Regions from separate parts of the Mus musculus genome. Here region 1 is linked to region 2. A link is a contact called in public Micro-C data. All regions are on one chromosome and are shown on one strand. The core of a region is the stretch at or near the end of the contact, and the rest is flanking DNA. Distances in the headings are between cores, read along the strand shown.

Region 1 (6,563 bases), core at 204-2,703, 71 kb before region 2:
ACAAACACTATTTTCCCACATACTTTTGTAGTATTTTCCCCTCAAGAACATGCATTTACTTGAAGAAATGTTAATGCTATAGTGGTGGGTTGTGGGCTGGGTTTTTCAAAATTACAAAGCGAGTCTTTCCATATCAATATACACCCCTGACATCACTTCTATTGGCTGCAGTTATTATACTATATAGAGGCACTATGTACCTTCTCTTTAATTGCATTTCTATTTGTTATTAAATTGTTTGTATTTCTTGGCTATTCCAAAGAATGCCTTAATGAATCTTAGAGTTCCTGGGTATATACGTTCCTTTGTTGTTGTTGTTTTTTTAATTTAAACATTTATTTATTTTGATGTTAGTGGCAGACGAGGGACATGTGGATTAGAGGACAACATAGGAAGCTGGTCCTCCCCTTCCACCATGTAGGTCTCAGGAATGTAACCCAGATTGTCAGATTTAGTGGCAAGTGCCTTTAACCCACAGAACCAAGCCACCTCAGGGCAACTTAACCTGCAGTAATTTAGCAATAGTAAAATTACCGTGTGAAAAGAACTGAACCAAAGTTTGGTGAAAAGCATGACAGTTACATAATCTGGAAGCAGCATGTCCAAGGTTCTTGGTTTGTCTCCCATAATTCTTCCAGTCCCATAATTCTTAAAGGCCTGGTAGCAAAGCCTTACAATCCTAGCTACTGCAGAGGTTGAGCAAGAGAATCAAGTTTAAGGCCAATCTGGGCTACAGGGTGGGTTCAAAGGCAACCTAGGTGACTTAGATGCCCATCAAAAAAAAAGGAGAGAGAGAAGGAGAGAAAGGGAAGAGAGAGGGAAGAGAGAGGGAAGGGAAGGTAAGGGAAGGGCTGAGGATACAGCTCAGAGTAGCATCTGCCTAGCAAGTTGAGACCCTGGGTTTAATCCTAACAGCAAAACAAACAGCAAAAGCACCTGGCACAAAGTGTGTACGGATAGGAGGAAAGAGTGGCAATCTGAGACTGGCCTCCCTGTAAGTCCTCCAAGGTCACAGGTCCCATCACTAAGAAGATGACACATACTTTGAATCATCCAGCAGGATTCAGAAAAGCTCAGCATTAGCTATGACACTCCTTCCAAATGCACGTCTCAAGGAGAATCACTCAATTATAAGGAAACACCAGGTAAACCTAGACTGAAGGAGTTGTTAACAGATAACTGTCTATAAGTCTTTAGATGCATCAAGGTCCAGGAAGTCTAGGAGCCCAGGAGGTTATTGTAGAGTGCAGGAGGCTCAGCAGACAGGACAAGTGGATGCTGTCCTTTTGCCTCAAGGATCGAATAGTAACTAGTGAACGAGGCCTATGAATTAGATGGGAACAACACAGACCTGTCGAGTTTCCGACTCTGAAACTCTCACGGAGGAAGACTGACTGCAGTGTTCAGGCCTATGGAATCTCAGGACTGCAACTGTCTTTCAAGTAAAATACCACAATTATTTGTGGTATGCTTGACCCTTCTATTTAAGCTGGATGTGGTGTCATTCAAGAGGCAGACGGTCTCTGTTAGACTGAGGCCAACCTGAATCACGAAAGTCTCAAAGGAAACAAAACGATAAAGAAGAACGAGAACTGAAGATAACACCGTGGCTTTTCACATGCATCACTACGTTTACCCCCAAAACGCTTTACCAATTTAGACTTCCCAGAGGCCATACAGGATAGCAAACCTGAGTCAAAATTTAGCAAGACAAAACTAAGTAACCTTTCCTTCCATATAAAAAGGCATACATATTCCAGTGCACATTTCTGAGCTCTGAAGGGGAACTGGAAGGCGAAAGAAAGCTCTGAGGAGGGAAGGCAGGTGACGACAGGACTATTACTATTTATGTGTTCATGTCCTATGTCCACTCACTAAATTCAAAATAAGAGAAGGAAAACCAGCGTTAAAGGAGATGGGAACTTTTAGAAGCCTTAGGACAGAATTTATAGCATCACCTTTTGGGTTTTACAATACTGTGTGCAGGCTGGTATGAGAACTTTTCTGCAAATACGTTCAATAGCTCTCACACACCCACAGAGAACCATTACCTTACCCTTTGTGGTATGATGGTTACTTCTGTGTGTGAGCTGAGTCCTTACAAGGAAGACCCCGAAGCTAGCTGGTACCCTGATGCTACCTTCCCGTCATGGTGAAGTTAAAGCCTCAAAATCTTTAGACAGCTGGGCTTTAGCCTCCTTACCAGTGAACTCGTATTTCGCACACGACATGTCAATGGTTGGTTCTAGGTCAATGCCGGAAACCTTAGAAAGCCAGGCCCGAAAATCTTCAAACATAAGTTTCCTAGAAGGGTGAACAAAAGACAGCTCGTGAGGCCGCAGCTCTGCAGCAGTGCTATTCCTATAGATCTTCTCTTAAGGTCACATTTAATTCAAGAGCCCAGTTCTCAGATTTCACTCACGAGACCCTGAGAGGTGCTCTATCTCTCTTTAAACTTGTGCAGCGTCAAGTTCCCAGAAAAACAGTGGAACTCTCCAGCCACCTTATTGTACTTGCTCCGAGTCTCCTCATGTATTTCATTCTCTAGCAGTTTGCCTTCATTTGAGATGTCCTCCATACCAGCACTTTGGACTCAGTTGTAAGTCCCTACATCACTTTGTCATTACAAATCACCCATTGTCAGAGAGCCTTTTCAGTAGCAAATGGGAAAACTCAATTGCTATTTTTACACACTCTGCTGCCCACATCAAATCTGTGAGTTTCCTGCTGGTACCTACCTATTTTTGGAAATAGTTCAATTCTTACACTATCTACATACAGGATTAATGGTTCAGACTCACAGGACTGGTCCCATCTTCAGACTCAGTCAGAAGATCAGCTCATGAGGCTTATACCCTGGTGGCTGGGTATAAACAGGAGGCCCCTACAACACCCTCCTCAAGTTGGATCCTCTATTAGGTAATGTTTCCTTACTGTAGTTCTAGTTTATTAACAAAAGAAACAACTCAGGGGTTGAAGAGAAGGCGCAGAGGTTAACAGCACTCCCTGCTCTTGCAGAAAACCTGGGTTTAGTAGACATGAGTGATTAAACAAACCACTAGCCACGGGTGATGGATCCAGCCTATCGTAAGCCCTTCTTCTCTTTGAAACAAGACCTTATGCTTATAGTTCAGTCTTGGTCTACAATGTACTACGAAGCTCATCCTAGACCCAAACTTGTGGCATCCTCCTACCTCATCCGAACATCCTCGTTGTTTTTACTGGAGGTAGAACAGTTAGGGCCAAGAGCTGTAACCCTCTTAGTTATCTTCTTGGCAACTGTCCCTCCTTCCCCAGACTCGGGGCTTGTCTGTTACCTTTAGCTCTGGTATTTTAGAAAGGGTTTTTTCCCTAACAAAAGATTCTCCCTTTGCCTTTATTAATCTCAACATTTTAAGTTTTAGGAGCTTGGTGTCAGGAATGGGGACTAAGATCAAATATGCATTTCCTGTTATAAATCTCAGTATCATAAGCACTAATACTAATGCAGTGATGTGCCCTTGAAATTAGGATTTTTTTTTTCAAGACAGGGTTTCTCTGTGCAGTCCCGGCTGTCCTGGAACTCCCTCTGTAGACCAGGCTGGTCTCAAACTCAGAAATCTGCCTGCCTCTGCCTCCTGAGTGCTGGGATTAAAGGCGTGCACCACCACGCCTGGCTTTTTTTTTTTTTTTTTTTTTTTTAAGTAATTCTAGTTTTGGTTACATCTACATGTGCACCTTTCCTGGCTTTTAATTGTATCCTAACTGAGAACAGCTTTCTCTTCACTTTTGGGACATAACTGTCAACAAACCCATTTTCGCATTTTATGTATTTGATGCTACTTTGTTTTCACAAAGGCAAGAAGCTGGATCCAGAGTTCAGCAGTTAGTGCTAGGGACTCCAGTAACACTACTACTGCCACTTAACAAGCACTTGGGTGAACAGCTGCAGGAGATCATAAAACGACCTTTCTAAAATTTAAATTTAGTGCGTGTGTATGTGTGTGTGTGTACATGTACCATGGAAGACATGTGGAGGTAAGAGGACAATACGTAGAAGTTAGTTCTCTTCTTCTACCATGTGTGTACTGGGAATTGAACGCAGGTCATCAGGCTTGGTGGCAAGCACCTTTACCAGCTGAGCCAACACACACGGCCCACAAAATAACTTTAAGTTGTAGTAACAATAAATACTAAATTAATCACACAACAGTCAACAAAACCCACAGATGTTCTGATGCTAGCAGGGTGTAAGTAGAAAAAGATAATGAACATTTATTTCTATTTTAAGCTAAGCTAGGCTTCTGGTCTTTCTGTAGAAGACTCTTTAATACAATTTATAACTAGTTCCGTTAGTCAACTTTGAAATAATGTTAACTTTGATAATTAAAACCTTTTGTTGGACATGTAGTACAAAACTCTGATCCCAGTGTGGAGGAAGGTAAGGCAGGAGGATTGCAGTAAGTGCCAGGCCCTCCAGGGCGACACAGGAAAATTTCATCTGAAAACAATAATAACAAAAACAAATACAGCAACAAACAAGAAACAAAGACTCTGAATCCAAGTATTTAAAGATTTACATGTGATCAAATTATATTATGTACAGACATGGTATTTTTGGCTCATTCAAATGCACGGAACAGAAATTCCTATAAAATGCAATTGTGCTGTCAATTACTACATAGTAAGTCTCCTGGGGAAAAGAGTCCACTACCATTTTCTTATAATGTTTACATTCTATAAGATATTGTGCTTGGCTGGGAAAACCCCAGAAGTGTTCAGCAAAGTCTAAAGGCCCAGGGGCCACTTACGCAGAATGGGCCAACACAGCAGCTGCCACACTGGTCTTCAGACAATGGTAGGGGTAAGGCTGGGGATAAACACTTCTGAAAAACCAACTAGTATCATCAACTTCCAAAAGGGATGCTACAGAACGCTCCTTTCCGCACTCTGTGAACGCATCACAGGGACAGGCTTCTGTCTTCTCCAATCCTTGGCATCTTTAATGTGATTCATGAGGATGCCCTGAACACACATGGCAAATAAAAGGAGCAACTTTCTGTAATGGTCAGGGACTTTCCGCACTCAAGTCACTTAGCTGTGACTCTGCCGGTATGCAATGATGCTCAGCCAGAGACGACAGGTGTTTGGCACCAATAAGATGAAATATGTTAAAGTGAAATTGTTTCTCTTTAGGAGGAAAGTCTATTTAGTATGAAATACGATTTACAGCTAACACATAAGCAATACTTCTAGATAGAAAGAAATTAACCTGGGGGCTGGAGAGATGGCTCAGCGGTTAAGAGCACTGACTGCTCTTCCGAAGGACCTGAGTTCAATTCCCAGCAACCACATGGTGACTCACTATCATCTGTAACGAGACCTGATACCCTCTTCTGGTGTGTCTGAAGACAGCAACAGTGTACTTATCTATAATAAAAAATAAACTTTGGGCCGGAGTGAGCAGGGACTGGAGTGAGCAGAAGTCCTAAAATTCAATTCCCAACAACCACATGAAGGCTCACAACCATCTGTACAGCTACAGTGTACTCATATACACATAAAGTCAACACACAAAAATCTTTTTAAAGCCGGGCGTGGTGGCGCACGCCTTTAATCCCAGCACTCGGGAGGCAGAGGCAGGCGGATTTCTGAGTTCGAGGCCAGCCTGGTCTACAGAGTGAGTTCCAGGACAGCCAGGGCTACACAGAGAAACCCTGTCTCGAAAAACAAAAAAACAAAACACAAAAAACAAATCTTTTTAAAAAAATAAATAAATCTTTACAAAAAAAAGAAAGAAAGAAAAAGAAATAACCTGCACAGGCTGCTACCATATATGCGAGCGTCCCAGAGAGAAAAGAAAAACCAACTTCCCAGCTCTCTGTTATAAAGCACATGCTCATCACAGGAAAAAGAAAGCCCAAAGACGTAAAAAGAAACTCTTTTACTCGGTATACATGTACAGAAGTTTATGTGTGTGGCAGTTCTTTCCTATTGAAAACTGTATTTCAGTGCATCTGAGATGTCTTTGGTGGGAGTAACTGTTATGAATCTCTAAGGGGCGAAAAGGTTGCTAACTACAAGAGAATAAAATAGTAACTATCCTGGATACTAGATCTTAGAGATAAAAAAAAAAAATCAGTGTATTCACAAAGTGAAGTGTGACTATATTATGTTTATTAAAATACACACATATATTAATGGTGTCATTTCTTGTATGGAAATTTCTTTGAGCACTTCTTTCTTTTGTCGTGATCTTAGGACTACTCTATAAAATGTGCATACTTGTGCAAATAGCGACAGGAGGCTCTAATTAAGAGAACCAGCTGCTCTTGCAGAGAACCTTGGTTCAGTTCCCAGAACCCACATGGCAGCTCACAACCATCTGGAACTCCAGTTCCAGGGGTTCCTATATCATCTTCTGATGTCCATGGGTACTGGATACACATGGTGCATATGCATTCAAGCAGGCAAAACACTCATGAGCATAATAATTTTTTAAATACCTACTTTTAAGGGTATCTTCTAAAGTACTGTGGCAGTATGAAAATGGATCTACCTGTCAACACTGGAGTGTAAGTAAC
Region 2 (6,565 bases), core at 4,048-6,547:
ACACCCACATGCTGGTGAGTCCCCCACGCCCACATGCTGGTGAGTCCCCCACACCCACATGCTGGTGAGTCCCCCATACCCACATGCTGGTGAGTCCCCCACACCCACATGCTGGTGAGTCCCCCACACCCACATGCTGGTGAGTCCCCCACACCCACATGCTTCGGGTGGTGGTGCCCAGCGCAGGAGGTAAGTGCTGTGGTAGGACATGCCATTAAACTGCTGACCAGTCAATAGAGCATCCTCAGAGCATGGGAAAGGGGCCTTCCCTGCAGTGTCTGTGGCTTTCCTACTCAACACATGCTCTTTAGTGGTAATGGGAAGGAAGGAATTCTTGCTGCTTTTACCTTCTAAGGATTTATGGTATGGTTTCCTACCTTTGTAATTGAAAACAAAGTCTCTGTACTTAAAATCTACCTCATTAAATTGGTGTGTCAGAAATTTTGGTGTGAAGCCAGTTCAGTCTTACCCACCTATAATTCTAGAACTTGTGAAGAAAAGGCAGGAGAATCATCAAGTTCAAGATCAGCCTGGGTACATACTGAGACCTTGTCTCAACAAACACCAAGGACTGACTAGGGATGTAGCTAAGAGAAGAGCACTCACCTATAAAATATAACATGTCCTGGGTTTGGTCCCCAGCACCATAGAAAGGAAATGTAAGTCTCTTTGACAGGTGGGCATTTAAAAAAAAATCTAACTAATAATGATAAGAGTCAGTGTAGTAATGGGCAATTTATAAACTCATCACAGTAACATTTAAAAGGCACTGGGACATCACATTTATAAGTGTACTTTTTGAAGATGAAAAAGGTTTAGCAGTTTGCTTTATTTTTTAACTTTATAAATTTTATTATTAAAAAAAACCTTGCAGATAAACACTACACTCTAAAACAGATCTAGAGTCTATATAACTTAATGTGTGTGTGTATATATATATATATATATATATGAATGAATGAATATGTAAGTTTGTATGACTGGACATCTTTTTACATTAAGCTTTTAAATTTTGGGTTGATTACTCAGGAGAGGTTGTGACAGTGGGAGGGAGGATGCCTAGGCGGAAGAGCCATGTGTACTGTCTAGGGCCATTGGATAAATACATGCATTTATATAACATACTGAGAGATTGTTCTGTTTCCCTTTCACCGACCTTAAAGAGCCTCTGCTGTACATGTTCCTTCATGTGAGGAAGTTGTGTGTGTGTGTGCTCGCCTGCACACAGGTGTGTGTGTGGATCCTTGGGTGGGCCCAATGGTTGATGGGAAGTGCTCTCCCCTGTTGCTCTCCACCCTGTTTTTGAAACAGGTTTTCTTCACTGAATCTAGAGCTCACTGACGCACTGCACTGCTCAGTGAATTTCAGATCCTTCCGGCTTTATCCTTCTAGCTCTGGGGTTACAAATGTGCATGGCCACACCTGGCATTCTGTTTAGTTTTGGGGTTTTTTTTTTTTTTTTTTTTTTTTTTTTGTAGCCTTGGCTGTCCTGGAACTCTGTCCATAGACTAGGCTGGCCTGGAATACACACAGATCTTCCAGGATTAACTGACTGGCTCAGGCCTGGCTTTTCTATGGGTGCTAGAGATTCTAACTCAGTATCTTACTCCTTTACTCAGTGTTGAGCTGTGTCCTTAGCCCTTCACATTTGTTTTTATTGTATAATTTACTTCCCTCTATCTTTTTTTAGTTATTTGGCAACATCTGGTTATCTATGGCTAGCTTGGTCATCTTTATGCAACTTCGTTACCTGTTCCATGAGGTACAGCGTCGAATCCGTCGACACAAGAATTATTTGCGAGTGGTAGGAAACATGGAAGCCAGGTAAGAAAGTATGGCTTTCTTTTAGGGATGACATAGAACTTCCTTCCTGGGATGTGGGGAGGGTTCCAGAGATTCAGGGTTCTTATTTTTAGTCAGTGTCTGTTGTTGCTACTGATTGGAAGCTCCTGGGGTTCTTCTGACATGTTTGTTTTGTGAAGGTGTGTCTTGATCACGACTTAAACATGTCTGCTTGTGGACATGGCTCTCTCACTGCCGACACTCTCCCTTGCCAGCTTGTGAGAGGCTGGCCCACACCAGCAAGGGCAGCATTAGTGGGTACTCCTTTTTGTCTTCTTAGGGACAGTTTGGATCTCTGGGGGTCTGATTGCAGTGGTGTCATTTGGCGGTGTGTGAAATTGATGAGTTCCTCCTGGGCCTGCTGTGTGTTCTACAGGTTTGCTGTTGCAACTCCAGAGGAACTAGCTGTCAATAATGATGACTGTGCAATCTGCTGGGACTCCATGCAGGCTGCAAGGAAACTGCCCTGTGGACATCTTTTTCACAAGTAGGAGCTGTGTACAGGGTGTTTGGGAATGGGTTTCTGTCCTTTTTCAGTGGCTTTGAACATATTCCCAGCACGAGAGCAGGAATGTTACCTCAGCCTGGCCTTGTTGGTGATGTTGCTTGGAAACCTGTGACTAGCATTTATTTTTTAACCTGTGAGCCTTTTTTTTTTTTTTTGCCTTTAGATGTTTCTTTATCCGCATTAGCCAACTTAATTTCTATTTATTAGCTTTCTTCAAAAATTTTCCCCATTTTGAGTTCTAGAGAACTGGGTTGAAGTGGAACCAAGAACACTTGAGTGATCCATTAGCAAAGATCACAGGCTTGGCCCTTCCATAAATCTCCAAGATCAGAGAAGATCTCATATTTCAGAGCTATCAAGACTAAGAAAAATAATTTTGTACATGGATTTAGTATTTTGCTACTGCTAGATTTAGAGGTGTGTTTTAGAAAAACAGGCCTCTGAAGTACTGGTGCCTGCCTTTAATCCCAGCACTCAGGAGGTAGAATCTCTGAATTTAAGGCCAGTCTGGTGTACAGAGTGAGTTCCAAGACTACACAGGGAAACCCCATCTCAAAAAACTGAGAGAGAGAGAGACAGAGAGAGAGAGAGAGAGAAGGGAGGGAGGGAAACAGGACTCTGAAGAGTAGTAACATAGGAATCTGATTCAGATTAGGAGGAAGTGACTTTTAGCAGGAGTGAGATCTTTGAAGGCAGAGCAGGTCAGGAGGGTGTAAAATGGGAGGCACAAGGAGCAGCTCCAGCAGAGGGCAGAGTTGGTGTGTTGATGGAATCAGATAGAAGCCAGCGTGGGATTCATGGTGGAAGAAGGAGTGTGTCTGCCAGTGGGGTAGATGTCGGCCAGGGCTGGAGAGCTGCTGGATGGGCAGGGACCACTGAAGAATTTTAAGTGAGGTGCTGGATAGAGAGGAGTGAATGAGCTCTACAGAGCCAGTGTTTTGAAGAAAAGGCCATGGTTATAGCCATATTGGTCGGTAGCTGTGTAGTAAATAGGAAGATCGTTGGAGTAAAGCAGTCCAGGGTGGAAGAGGCTGAATGCTGGCTGAGTGAGCCACATGGGCTCTGCAGTAGCCGAATGGAGCTGGAGGTGAGAAGCCAGGCCATGAAGTGGTGGAGGAGGGACCATAGCCAGAGGATGGTAGATGTCTGCAGTAGAGGTGGTGGCCACAAGTATTTGTCAGCATTTACATCTGGTTACTGGTAAATACAAGTAAAGCGAAATGAGAAAAACAGTAATTCTGGTGATTTCTCACAAAATATGCTGAAGAGAATTGAATATGTTCTATCTCTTCCTTTGAACTCTTTGATAGCTCCTGCCTTCGTTCTTGGCTAGAACAAGACACCTCTTGTCCAACATGCAGAATGTCTCTTAATATTGCTGATGGCAGTCGTGCCAGGGAAGACCATCAAGGAGAGAACCTGGACGAGAACTTGGTTCCTGTAGCAGCTGCCGAAGGCAGGCCTCGCTTGAACCAGCACAATCACTTCTTCCACTTCGATGGTAAAGTGGCTCCAACTTCTACAGCTATCCGTGTGGCTTTCTGCTAAAGTGATACTGTTAGGATTTGTAAACTGCCCTGTATAGACAAGTTTACTAGTACTTAAAATTTTTTTACTGTCCTTTACTAAATTCATTTATTCTGTGTGGTTATGTTTGTAGTGCATGTATATGTATACTACATGGTATCCCTGTGGAGGTCAGAGGGCAATTTGTGAACATTGGTTCTATTCTTGTGTTACGGATCCTGGGGACTAACTGGCTTATCAGGTTTAGATAAGAACCTTCACTTGATGGGTTATCTTGCCAGCCTTGTATTACATTTTAACTTCCTTTATTTAGTTTTAATACAGGTTTTTTTGTTTTGTTTTGTTTTTGTTTTTTCTGTGTATCACAGACTGGCCTTGAACCTAGGGTTGTTGTGCCTTAGTTTCTCTAGAGTTATGTTTACAGGTTTGTAGCCACCGTGTCTGCCTTATGCCTCAGTTTCAGAAGTGTTCAGGGTGGACGGATGAGTAGGTGGAACTGAGGGGTTATTCTGTGTCATTAATAAGTGGGGTGAGACGGTCAGTGGTGCATGGCTTTAATCCCAGCACTCAGGAGGCAGAGGCCAGCCTGTCTACAGAATGATTTTCAGGGCAGCCAGGGCTACACAGAGACCTTGTCTTGAAAAACAAAGGAGGTGGAGGGTGAGGTGGGGAGGTGGAAGTAGTGAAACTGAATTAGTGTGTCTTTAAGGAACCCACATAACTAGTTCAATAGTTAGCCTTTGCTAAAAGTTGGTTGTATTGGTGTGTTATGTAAACTTATGATGAAGGTTCCTTGAGTTGTCCTCTCAGGGAGGACATAGGTGGAATCTGAAGGGAGCCCTGTTGCTTTCTTCATAAAGCATGGCTAGTCCTGCAGCTTGGATTCTAAAGTCATGGGTATTTATAGGGGCTGATTATCTATCTCTCCTGGAGTCACGCCTCCCAGTGGATACTGAGCCCATCAATTCCAGTGCCATGGGTTGATGAATTCCTGCTCTGGAATTTTCTTAGGAGAGGTGCTGTTCAGACTCTGATTTAAGTTAATCTCAGGGTGAAATATCGTAAGAGTATTGGTACAGTCCTGAAAGGCTCAAGGGGAGAAGAGGCCAGCGTCTGAAGGAGCTTCAAGGAGCTGTTTTGGTTCTGTTATTAACAAAGGGAGTAGAGCACAGACCTTTAGTCCCAGCACATGGGAGGCAGAGGCAGGGGCAGAGGCAGGCGGATCTCTGTGAGTTTCAGGCCAACCTGGTCTACATAGAGAGTTCCAGACCAGTTGGGGTTACATGGTGACTCATAAAGAGAACCATCCCAAGTGTAAAAGTGGGGTTTTTCCCCACAGCCCCGAGCTCCTGAGACTCAAACGGTATTTACAGACACCTTGGCCGCAAGCTTTGACTGTTCCCAGCTGACTCATAGAGTAGTCATCCCATTATTCTATTCTAGTTGTACCATGTGGCTGGTTACCTTTGTTCCTCTCCCATGCTTCTGCCCTTCTCCATGTTCCTGGGGCAAATCCTTCACATCTGGCTCTGTCCCAGAATCCTTGCTTCCCATGGAATTTCCTGCCTCAGCTACAGCCAGCCAGTCAGCTTTATTTGACAGGTAAAGCTTCCAGACAGACAGCGATTCCTAAGAGCCAAGCACAAGCTTGTTCTCGCTCAGTGCTGAACTCTTCCATGTGGGCCTCAGCGTGCTAGTCCAGCCCCTTACCTCTGAGCCATGTAGTTCCAGCCATTTTCTGATTTCTCTTTGAGACAGGGTCTCATGATGTTTCTCAGGCTGGCTTTTCACTTGTTAATTCTCTTGTCTGTACCTCCCAAGAAGCTGGGATTACAGACCTGCACCACCAGACTTGCTTACTAGGTACAGCTTCTGAAATGTGTTGGCAGATCTTGGAGATGGAGATATATATATATATCCCATCACTTTGTCCCTTGTTTTGGCAAGATCCCTTGTATCGCATGCTGCAGCTTGGTCGTAAAGCAATACAACCCCACACATGAAGCTCTGAAGCTTGATCTGAATGTTTTGTAGTTGGCACATGATGGCTTTGAATTGTGATCCTAAAACAATAGAAACGACACCTGCTAATGATTACATCACTCCACAAACCTATGTTGGAGAACGCTTTGAAAAAGAATTTATAATCTGAAAACTAAGGTAACCAACCCCCCATTCCGCAAGGCACTGTTTCATTGTGTAGCCCTTGCTGGCTTGGGGTTCACTATGTTGACCAGGCTGACCTTGAATTCACAGAGATCCTTCTGCCTCTGTCTCCCAAATGATCAGAGTAAAGGTGTATATTAGGGAATGGAGGTGTGTACCTCTCTTGAATGGGTAAGAGAACACCCCTATACCTATTTAAAACAAGGCATTCAGCACAATGCCCAGACCAAGGTTAAGTTATATTAAGCAGAAAGTACTTCATGAAGGTAATGATGGAAATGGCTCATCCACATGAGGAGTAATTTGTGCTGGTTGTAGCAGAGGAGTGGACCTGAGCTGCTAGAGCAGTTTCGGAGTCATGGGAACCCTTGACGAGAGAAGGGATTGCAGGTGGAATGGCTGTCTGGCCTCACGTTCTGCCACGTCATTAACCTGTGTGGTCTTGGATGTGTTTCCCTAACTTCTCAGTGCCTCAGGGACCAAAGACCAAGGTTGGGGCCAGAGTCACATCTCTCAGGGGAG

The links. Hi-C and Micro-C count contacts between places; a contact is called where the count stands out from the background.
Region 1: a contact with region 2 is called in a Micro-C map of trophoblast stem cells, with 2.2 times the contacts expected there. The contact joins two enhancer-like sites. A contact is called at or near these places in 1 of 15 datasets of contacts at CTCF or cohesin (pro-B cells), 19 of 484 Hi-C or Micro-C datasets (the G1E-ER4 cell line, the HL-1 cell line, bone marrow-derived dendritic cells and 11 more), 4 of 115 datasets of contacts at active chromatin or transcription factors (the 230-238 cell line, CD8 T cells, cardiomyocytes and 1 more) and 3 of 9 other capture datasets (adipose tissue, liver and pancreatic islet).

The regions. Positions count from the first base shown.
Region 1 is chr8:94,047,816-94,054,378 of GRCm38.p6, reverse strand. It overlaps Ogfod1 (2-oxoglutarate and iron-dependent oxygenase domain containing 1), which reads right to left. Exons shown (of 13, transcript NM_177767.4): 4 at 2,204-2,304. Among named protein-coding and RNA genes, the nearest start is that of Ogfod1, 14 kb to the right of the region's middle. Within about 2 kb of position 1,453, at least 23 of the 459 cell types and tissues checked have an H3K27ac peak or open chromatin away from gene starts, as enhancers often do. A contact at or near this core is called in trophoblast stem cells, where this site is marked.
Region 2 is chr8:93,980,598-93,987,162 of GRCm38.p6, reverse strand. It overlaps Amfr (autocrine motility factor receptor), which reads left to right. Exons shown (of 14, transcript NM_011787.2): 7 at 1,691-1,824; 8 at 2,219-2,329; 9 at 3,661-3,851. Among named protein-coding and RNA genes, the nearest start is that of Amfr, 29 kb to the left of the region's middle. Within about 2 kb of position 5,297, at least 44 of the 459 cell types and tissues checked have an H3K27ac peak or open chromatin away from gene starts, as enhancers often do. A contact at or near this core is called in trophoblast stem cells, where this site is marked.